2 separate regions of the Delphinus delphis genome follow, and region 2 is linked to region 1. Evidence: chromatin contacts called from public Hi-C data. All regions are on one chromosome and are shown on one strand. Each heading gives the region's core, a stretch centred on a gene start, on an enhancer-like site or on the middle of the called end of the contact. The rest is flanking DNA. Distances are from core to core; before and after follow the strand shown. Region 1 holds the start of TAF8 (TATA-box binding protein associated factor 8). Region 2 holds the start of TOMM6 (translocase of outer mitochondrial membrane 6).

Region 1 (4,469 bases), core at 973-3,472:
TTTCCCAACTCCCAACACCACAGTCAGGGTTCAGTCCAGCTCTGCAGAATAAGTTCCCACAAAGACTTCCCCCCACTTCTCTGCCTGGTGACTATTCATCATTCAGAACCAACTCAAATGTCCTCTTCTCTCTGAAGCCTTCCCAGCCACCCCAACGTGACACTTCGTCTCTGTTGTTCTATGACTCAGGCGAGATCACTGTGGATGAATAACATCACTGCACGCTCAGCATCCCAACCAATCCCACACACAGTAGGTGCTCAATGTTTGCACATGAATACATTAAGGCTCCCTCAGTAACAGCAACCAATTTCTTTGGTTATTCCTCTTGTTGACACATTAAAAGACACAGAAGAGGGTAAGGCCATCAGTTGCGTACCCATCAGACACCAGAGGGACCGCCACTGAGAGGTCCCTCTTTCCAGTCCTGTCCTCTGGCCTACTCCCTCGGCCCTGGCTGGCAGGATGACCCCAAGGCTCCCTGCCCACACGGCTTCTGCCCTCCTTCCGCCTCCCACCCCATCTCTGAGGTATGAAGAATGACAACAGACAGCCCAGTGAGGTCACTGGGCTTCCAGATCAGCTTGGAGGGTGGCTGTGCAGACACAGAGGAAGCTCAGGGCTTTGGGGGGCTTCTCCGCCCTTCAGCCACGTGCAACTCAGAAAGAAACTGACCCGAGCTTTGAGAGACAACCGGGAGGTGACGAGGACACCATGACCTCCTTAACCCCTCCACCTCAGACCCCCCGCCCAGGTGTCCAGCCTCAGCTTGGAGGCCCCAGCGAAGAGGGCAGACGCTGACACCCATCTGTCTTGGCTTCTCCCGCACTCGAGCCTACCTCCTCGGCAGGTGAGCCCCCCGGAGCACCGACTGTGGCTGCACACACTCTCTCCCGCCGCCTCTCGCTTCTGTCTTTGGGGACATGGGGAGGGGGTCGCCACCTCCAGCCACGGCGAGGGGCGTGCACCCCTCCCCCAGGCGCCCAAACAGAACCAGTTTCCACCGCCGCAGGCGCGGCGTGTTTACAAAGTCGCCGCCGCGCCGCCAATCCCGAGTTTAAAGCTGGGCAGGAAGTGGGGAAGAGGGGGCGGGGGAGACAAAGGGGCTGGGTGCTCCGCTCAGCTAAGGTTTGGGCCCCGACTCCTCCCGGCGGCTCAGCCTGCGCAGCGACCCCAGCCCGCACATCCCGCTGCACGTTCCCCCGGTGAGGGGCGGGGGTGCCCCCCAGCCGCAGGTGCGCCCCGCGGATAGGCGCGGCGCAGTTTTCCAGACATCTGCCTGTGAGCGTTTTCCACTCATCCACTCGCCTCTCAGGAAATAAATAACATTAGGCGCTGCTTCTTGACCTCTTACTCTCCGTCTGCACAGTGATAGACCCTTTGAGTGTATTAGCTCATTTTACCCCCTGCTATCCATCCCATCCCAGTTTCGCAAAAGACGAAACCGAGGCACAGTGAGATTAGGTAATGTGCCCGAAATCCCACAGCTGCCGAGTGCTGGGATTCAAACCCAGCTTCTGAGTCCTGCCAGACACCCGCAAACGGAGACGAATGAGGCGTGGTGCACGATGGACTCCCATCCGGAGATGCTGACCCGCGAGTGAACCGCAGAAAACCACATGCACCACGTTGACGCAACGGCCTGGGAGTAAGGCGGGCAAGGGACAGCCTCTTGCCGCCGGCGCTTCCCGGCTCGCCCGGCAAATACCTACGGATTAATACACGGCGAGAAGGCAGCGGGATGCATTGGAACACCTGGATTGGGTGGCTGTTGCGATCTAGTTACAAGTGGGCTGAGGGGCCGCCAGCACAAAACAAGGTTTCCCCAAATTTCCCGCTCAGAAGAATCACCTGGAGGTTTTAAGAATACAGAATCCCAGACCCCTCCCCTAGAGAGTAAATGATGGGGACCCAGCGGGACCCAGGCAGAGGCTGCTATCAGGCACCTTTGGAGTGTTCCAGGGATGTGCTTTTTACGAAAAGCGACTTCATTTCAAAATAGGTGTAAAACCGAGACCTCATTTTCCTGGCCACTTCCGGGCACTGAACGCACCGCTCACAGAAGGCCAAGTGAGCGAGGTCACCCAACACACCCTCCCGACCCCGCTGGGCCTAGGAAAGCCCAGAGGGGCGCGTGTCGCCCCGCCCCCTTGCCGCTCCTCCCCGCCCGGTGACTACAAGCCCCATCCTGCCCTGCGCTCATGCACATTACGCCAGAGCAAGATGGCCGACGCGGCGGCCACTGCCGGGGCTGGCAGCTCCGGAACGGTAAGGGCGGGAGGCGCGAGGCCGAAGCCGAGAGAGTCGGGGCATTCTGTAACTTTCCCCTAGCTTGGGCTACAATCTTATACCCAGAAATCCAGCCCCACCATGAGCTCTGAGTGGAGGAGGGTCTTTCAGGTCGTACGTGACCCCCTTCTCGAGACTCGGCGGTTGCCTCCTGAGTTGGTGGACTTGTATACTGATTGGCCCGTTCTCTGTTGGGGGTTGGGAGCCCGGAACACCTCCTGATTGGTGCAACGAGGCCGCTTTCGCCTTCTTATTGGCTCGCCAAAGTTGGGAGGGATTCCCGTTTCAAAATACTTCCTACTTGTAGGTCCTCTACTTAGTATCATGTGTTTGTTGTTTTAATTTTCCTCGTTAGCAAAGTGGTGTGGAGGTGGAAGGAACAAGAGAGAGGTCACTTTTTTTCTGGGAGATGGATATGAGTTCAATCCCATCGTGCGTGTTTCTTCAGCTATATATTCTGATAATCTGCTAAAATAGAAAGTAGAAAACAGCCGTTTTGTTATTGGAATTGTAAGTATTAGGTAGGCAGAAAGGCTGTCTCCGAATTTAGAGCCCCCGGGGTGCTCAGTTATTACTCATTTGGCCAAGAGCTGTAAGTCTAAACATCAGGGACTACTACATCTTATTAAGCACTAATAAATAAGTATTTAGCAAAAGAACCTTTGCTTGCCGTTGGCAGTATGTGAACTCTGTGATTGCATCCTTGTCCTCTGGATGAAAACGTTTTCTCTTTCTGGGCTGCTGATTCACAGAGATCAGGAAGTAAACAGTCCACTAACCCTGCTGATAACTACCATCTGGCCCGAAGGCGAACCCTGCAAGTGGTTGTGAGCTCCCTGCTGACAGAGGCAGGGTTTGAGAGTGCTGAGAAAGCATCTGTGGAAACATTGACAGAGATGCTGCAGAGCTGTAAGTACCAGGAAACAATAGGCCTTCCTCAAGTCAACCAAACATCTGTTCTGTGTCCTGCATTGTGATAGTGTTAGAATTTAAGAAAAAGAAGAACATTGTTACGTGACTTACAGGCTTTAGAATCAGATAGACCTGGGTGTAGGTCATCACTCTGCCACCTAATAGCTTGGGTTAACCACTCAACCTCCTGAACCTCAATTGCCTCCTTTGTGAAAAGGAATAATAATTTGTACCTCCTGGAGTTTTGAGTATAAGTGAGATGTATATGTAAAACAGTCAAAGCTGGGAACGTTGTATGCTCTCGATGACTTGTAGGTGCTGTTATTATTGCTGTTTGTTCTCTATGCTCAAAGAACTTACAGTTTCATTGGAGAGTCAGGATTAATTCCCGTGAAATAGATGCTGCACATTATATAATCAAATGCTATATTATGTGATACAAAGAGTGAGGGTGAATAAGTTTTAGAAAACGGAAAAAAGAAAAAAACACCCTTTTAAAAGGAAGTATCTTGAGGTTTAGGAGCCTGGAACCGTCTCACATAGGCTTGTGCATGTACACTGTATTTCCCTCTTTGGGCCTTTGGAGGGGAGGGGAGGATGGAATGAGGGTTGTGGGTGTTTAAGGTGTTTGAGGGCGGAATCAACCCTATGAATGGAAGTGAGAGAAAGGTTTAGGCAGAGAGAGAAGTTGAGCTGCAGTACAGGCCAAACAAAGAATTGGCCAACTCAGTGGGGTGCTCTGGAGCAACTATTGCCCATCAGAGTATCTGACATCAGTCCCCCAAAGCCCTGCCTTTGTAGTTTGGTCTTGATCAGTCACTAGATGTGGGCTGCCCCAGGAAGGCTGTGATCTGGGTTGAGGTGACGCTCTGCAGCTGTTGTTTGGAACTTCAAGATACCAACTGTTTTCCTAAAGCAGCCATCTCAAACCCCATTAGACTCTTAAATATTGAGGACCCCAAGGAATTTTGTATACATGGGCTCTATATAGAGAAATTTTTGTCACATTAGAAAATAAAACTGAGAACATTTTAAAACATAAGAATGCACAAGCACACATTCCATTATCCAGCAGAGCCACGATGTCATCATAGGTGACATAGCCTCCGGAAAACTGCATGAGAGAACGAGACTAAAAAAGTCAAAGGATGTCTCATTTTATTATGAAAATGGTTTTGACCTGTGGACCCATCCCAGAAAAAGTCTCTTTTGTATGTAAAATTCACAATTTCAGAATTTTCCTGGAGCTGCCCATCCACCTCTGAAAC
Region 2 (4,469 bases), core at 1,376-3,875, 180 kb before region 1:
ATGTAGCACCCTCCCCCCAATATTCCCCTTCCTCCTCTTTGCCCTCTCACTTCTTCAGAAGGGGCTGGCTTCTGGGACTCTGGAGGGGGAAAAGGGGTTTGGGGATTGACAGTTTGGCAAAGCTTAGGAAAAAGGGAAACCAAATTTAGGGGTTCTTCGTGGAGCCTGCAGTGGAGGTGGGCTTGCCAGAATATGGGGAGAACAGTTAGGTTGAGGCTGGGATGGAAGAGCCAGGAGAGAAGGTAGGAGGGTGGTGTGGCCTCTGACCAGCGCAGCACCCGCACCCCGCAGTGCAGGGAGCGGCTGAGGCCAGGGGAGTACGGAGTGTTCACAGCTCGGGCAGGAGAGCAGCGCTGCTGGCACCGGGCTTGCTTTGCCTGCCAGGCCTGTGGCCAGGCCCTGATAAACCTCATCTACTTCTACCACGATGGGCGTCTCTACTGCGGCCGTCATCACGCAGAGCTGCTGCGGCCGCGCTGCCCGGCTTGTGACCAGGTACAGCCTCGAGGGGAGGGGCTGGAGGGGGTCTGCTCAGGGTCCAACGCGGCAGATGCAACGGGACACCTCTTCCAGTACCACGGAGTGGGGAACAGAGAACTAGGAACCAGCCTGGGAACTTTGTATTCCCTTTGCTCTGACTTGAGCTCTGGGCACCTGGGACTCGTTGCCTTTGTGCCCTCCCTCACCGCAAGCAGAGTCTCCCAAATTTTCTTGGACTGAGAGGATTTCTCCAGAGCGGGAACTCTTAGACAGACGTTCATCTCAGTACGTCGGGTGCCCAGTGCTGGGCCTGCTCCTGCGAGGAACTCCCTCAATGTCCGCACAAGAGGCTGCACGGAACCCTGGGTGGGGCGTCCAGGAGACCCAGGTCGCACTTCTTCAGGCTGTGCCACCTGCTAGCTGGGGGATCCTGGCTAAGCCAATCAGCCCTCCCCGCATCCGAGAGTGGTTGAGTAGATCAAATGGGAATGTCTGTAGACGTGCTTTAGCGTCAACTGGGTATAAGGCGTGGTTACTGGATGAATGAATGAGTGAATGAATGAATGAGCCGTTCCCCTCTCCCTCTCCCAGCTGATCTTCTCCCGCCGCTGCACCGAGGCCGAGGGACGGCGCTGGCACGAGAACCACTTCTGCTGCCAGGACTGCGCCGGGCCCTTGGGCGGGGGACGTTATGCCCTGCTGGGCGGCGGCCCCTGCTGCCCCAGCTGCTTTGAGAGACGCTATTCGGATGCCGGCTCGAGTCCGGCCCCGACAGTGGAAGGCAGGGCGTCCCCGGGTAAGGGAGGAGAAGGTGCAGATCAAAGGGGAAGGGGGCAGCGGCTTGGGCTGGGCTGAGGGGGGGTTCTCCCGGGCTGGGACCCTCGTCCCGGTCCCACGCCGTCCCGCCCCTCCAGCAGCGCCCCCGTCCCCCCCACCGCACCCCCAGACCCGAGCCTCGGGGCCCGCAGCTCTCACCGCGCGTCCCTGGCCGGAGCGCTCCGAGGGCCTCCAGAACCCACCCCGCGCCGCGGTTGAGGCTGCGGCGCGGGACTCGCTCCTGGGCTGGGGCCGCGGCCGCCCTCTGCTGGGCGGAGGCGGGGAGGGGCGAGGAGCCGGGAAAGGACTCACCGCGGCGGCGCGCAAGGCCCGGAGGCGGGGCGGGAGGCTGGGCCCCGACTGGGACTGGCTTCTGGCGGCCGCCCCGCCCGGATCTGGGAGAGGGAGAGTCGCGGCTCTGAGATGGGCGTTTCTGACCCGGCCCGGAACAGGGGAGGCGGAGATCGGCGGATTTGAAGATGGGCACCGCGCCCCGCGGAATGCCGCGATCATCTCCCGGGCAGCCCTTCTCGCTACTGCTGCCAGCTCCAGTCTGGAAACCCACAGGGGGATGCTTGGCTCCAGCCCGGAGCAGGAGTGTAGAGCTGGGGACCAGGAGGAGACACCCAAAGGGCAAGAGCAGGGATGCCCAGAGACTCCCCTTGATCCCAAGGAGGACGCTTCCTGCCCCACCTGCTCCTCTTCCTCTGAGTCGGAACCCGAAGGCTTTTTCTTAGGCCAGCGCCTTCCCCGGCCCTGGGAGACCCCCGGCAATCTCCGAGCTGGGGACAGCGACACCTCCAGGAAGCATTGCACCATTTGCTAGTGGCGCGGCCCGGAGAAAGGGTGGCTGGGGAGGTAATCTGTACGGTGAGAGAGCAAAACTCTCCTCCCCCTATAAAAATCCTAGACTGAACACCATCAGGGCCCAAGGCTGGGAGAGGCGGCGAAATGACAAATTTGGAGTGCTTCCTTTTAGCCCGCGCATTCTATGACTTTTCATGGAGACTCTTGGGGAGCCCCATTCCTTAAAACTACGCATCCCCTGCTGAGTGAGACCCTACCCCACCCCCACAGGCTAGGCAGCCCCATCCTCAGCATCCTCCTCCTGAGCCAACGAAGTGATCACTCAGAGACCACCTGTGACTGGCGGTGGGCCAGCCGAAGGCCAGGAGGGAGCCGGAGGTGGAACCCGACCAGGCGAGGTTGGAGCTGGACGGCGCTCCTTGCCCGGCAGATGACGCGGACTCGCAGCCCGGGAGTTCTCGCTCCCGGCGTCTTACCAAGCTTAAGCCACTGCGCCCTCTGTCGGCGAGTAGCCAGCGGAAATGCGAGGCCGGAAGTTGCGTGATCTGCTGGCGCCGACAAGCGGCGTGGTGAGAGACCTTGCGGAGTGTTGGGGTGCTGCTATGGCTTCCAGTGGGGCTGGCGTGATCGCTGCGGGCTCGGCAAATGAAGCTCCCGAAATCCCAGACAACGTGGGAGACTGGCTTCGGGGCGTCTACCGCTTCGCCACCGATAGGAATGACTTCCGCAGGTAACCGAGGCACGGGACCTTGGTCGCTCTCCTGCCCTTCGCGCACGTATACATACCTGCCAGGTTTCCTTCTTCGCCGAGGCTGGGCCCTCCGGATTATTTACACCGCCAATATCTCGGCCTTTTCGTGGCTCTGGCTGTGCTTTGCTGAGGTCCTTGACCGGGAGAGTTCCCGTGCGGCCAGAGCGCTCCTTTCAGTCACCGGGCTCTGTCTAGAGAATCTCACCCTGCCCCCGGAGACCCGGGGAGAGGAGGCGCCAACACGTAAACAGGCTTTTCGGCCCTGGACGAGTACTTAATTGGGTTTTGCATTTGACCCTACTCTTACTAGACGTAGAAACGAACCTTAAATAACCATGTGGGTCTTGGGCAACCTATTATGTAACGATCGATGCTCTTGCGATTCTAAAGTGTTTTTGCCTTGGGAGGGGGCGGTTTCCAGGGTGGTGATGGGAAGCTTCCCCCCACCCCCCAGCCCATCTTTTACTGACCAAAGACACGTGACTCAGTGACCACAGGGTTAAAGGGATGCATTTTTTCCAGGAACTTGATCCTCAATTTGGGACTCTTTGCTGCCGGAGTTTGGCTGGCCAGGAATTTGAGTGACATTGACCTAATGGCACCTCAGCCTGGGGTGTAGGCGTAAAGGTAAGCATTAACCAATGTTCTGCCTGTTTTAGGAGTCCTAGAGACTGGGATAAGAAATAATTTATATCAGCTATTCACAAAATAATAGATAAGAGACTTGATGTAAAACCCTTGGCTATTCCTAGTTAGATGTGTCTCCAGATGTTCCAAGGGATGAGTCTCTTACCAATTTCCCTCTAGTGATTTTACATTTCTAATGCCACGTGTTGTCTGACTGCAGACACATGGAACCCGTGCTGTACTCGAACCTTCCAAAAACAGAGCCTCCGATCTGTGACCGTCACAAGACTTGCCCTGATGGTGGCTGAAGTTTGATTCAGATGGGCACCTTTCCTTCCCTGCTTGATTTCCTTTTCTTTGCTGAGTCCACTCAGAACACCCTTCTCTGGTCAGCAGGTAGGGTTCAGCTAAAGTGTTGTCCTGTGTTCTGTAAAGTTCTGTACATAGTTCCAAAGTTTCTGCAGGGGATGATCTTTGCTCTTGTCCTGAGGAATATTCTAATGGTATTTTAACAAATAAAGACTGTACACAAAGACAGCCATTTTATTCTTTTAATAAGAAACTTCGGCTTACAAAAACAAGGTGTAAAAAGTCAAGATTTACAAAAATCATAAAAACATGATTTATATTTCACACTCGAGAGAGACAGGAACAAGCCCCAAACATGGATTGTAACAGAGATGGTTTGCTTCATATTAAAAAAGAAAAGGAAACTGTAGCCACCGTTCATTGATGTTAGCATAGGATGAAGCATATTGTTGAGGAATTTCCATTTTTGAGCAGTACTAAGGGAAGAAGTCATTTGGTGTTGCATAGCATTTTAGTGCACTGGGTGGGTTTTCCAGGCACCAGGGAGGCATTGTTGCTGTAGTACAGTGGGATTTGAGGGCAGTGAGGTGCAGGTAGAGGCAAGGGGTAAGTAAGCCTGGGCAGTGGGCACTGAAGTGACACTGCTTGAGGAAGCTGCTTCCTTCACAAGGAAATAGAT

What was found. A called contact is a pair of places that touch in the nucleus more often than the background predicts.
Region 2: a contact with region 1 is called in a Hi-C map of lung, with 3 times the contacts expected there. The contact joins the promoter of TOMM6 here to the promoter of TAF8 in region 1. A contact is called at or near these places in 2 of 3 Hi-C or Micro-C datasets (lung and muscle).

Annotation. Positions count from the first base shown.
Region 1 is chr10:33,373,125-33,377,593 of mDelDel1.2, reverse strand. TAF8 (TATA-box binding protein associated factor 8) reads left to right here and starts at 2,222. Exons shown (of 9, transcript XM_060021823.1): 1 at 2,222-2,268; 2 at 3,042-3,198. The coding sequence starts at 2,224. It overlaps CCND3 (cyclin D3), which reads right to left and starts at 970. Exons shown (of 5, transcript XM_060021830.2): 1 at 840-970.
Region 2 is chr10:33,552,767-33,557,235 of mDelDel1.2, reverse strand. It overlaps TOMM6 (translocase of outer mitochondrial membrane 6), which reads left to right and starts at 2,625. Exons shown (of 3, transcript XM_060021839.2): 1 at 2,625-2,833; 2 at 3,377-3,481; 3 at 3,702-4,014. The coding sequence starts at 2,625. The coding sequence ends at 3,473. It overlaps PRICKLE4 (prickle planar cell polarity protein 4), which reads left to right. Exons shown (of 7, transcript XM_060021837.2): 5 at 292-495; 6 at 1,072-1,276; 7 at 1,749-2,136. The coding sequence ends at 2,122.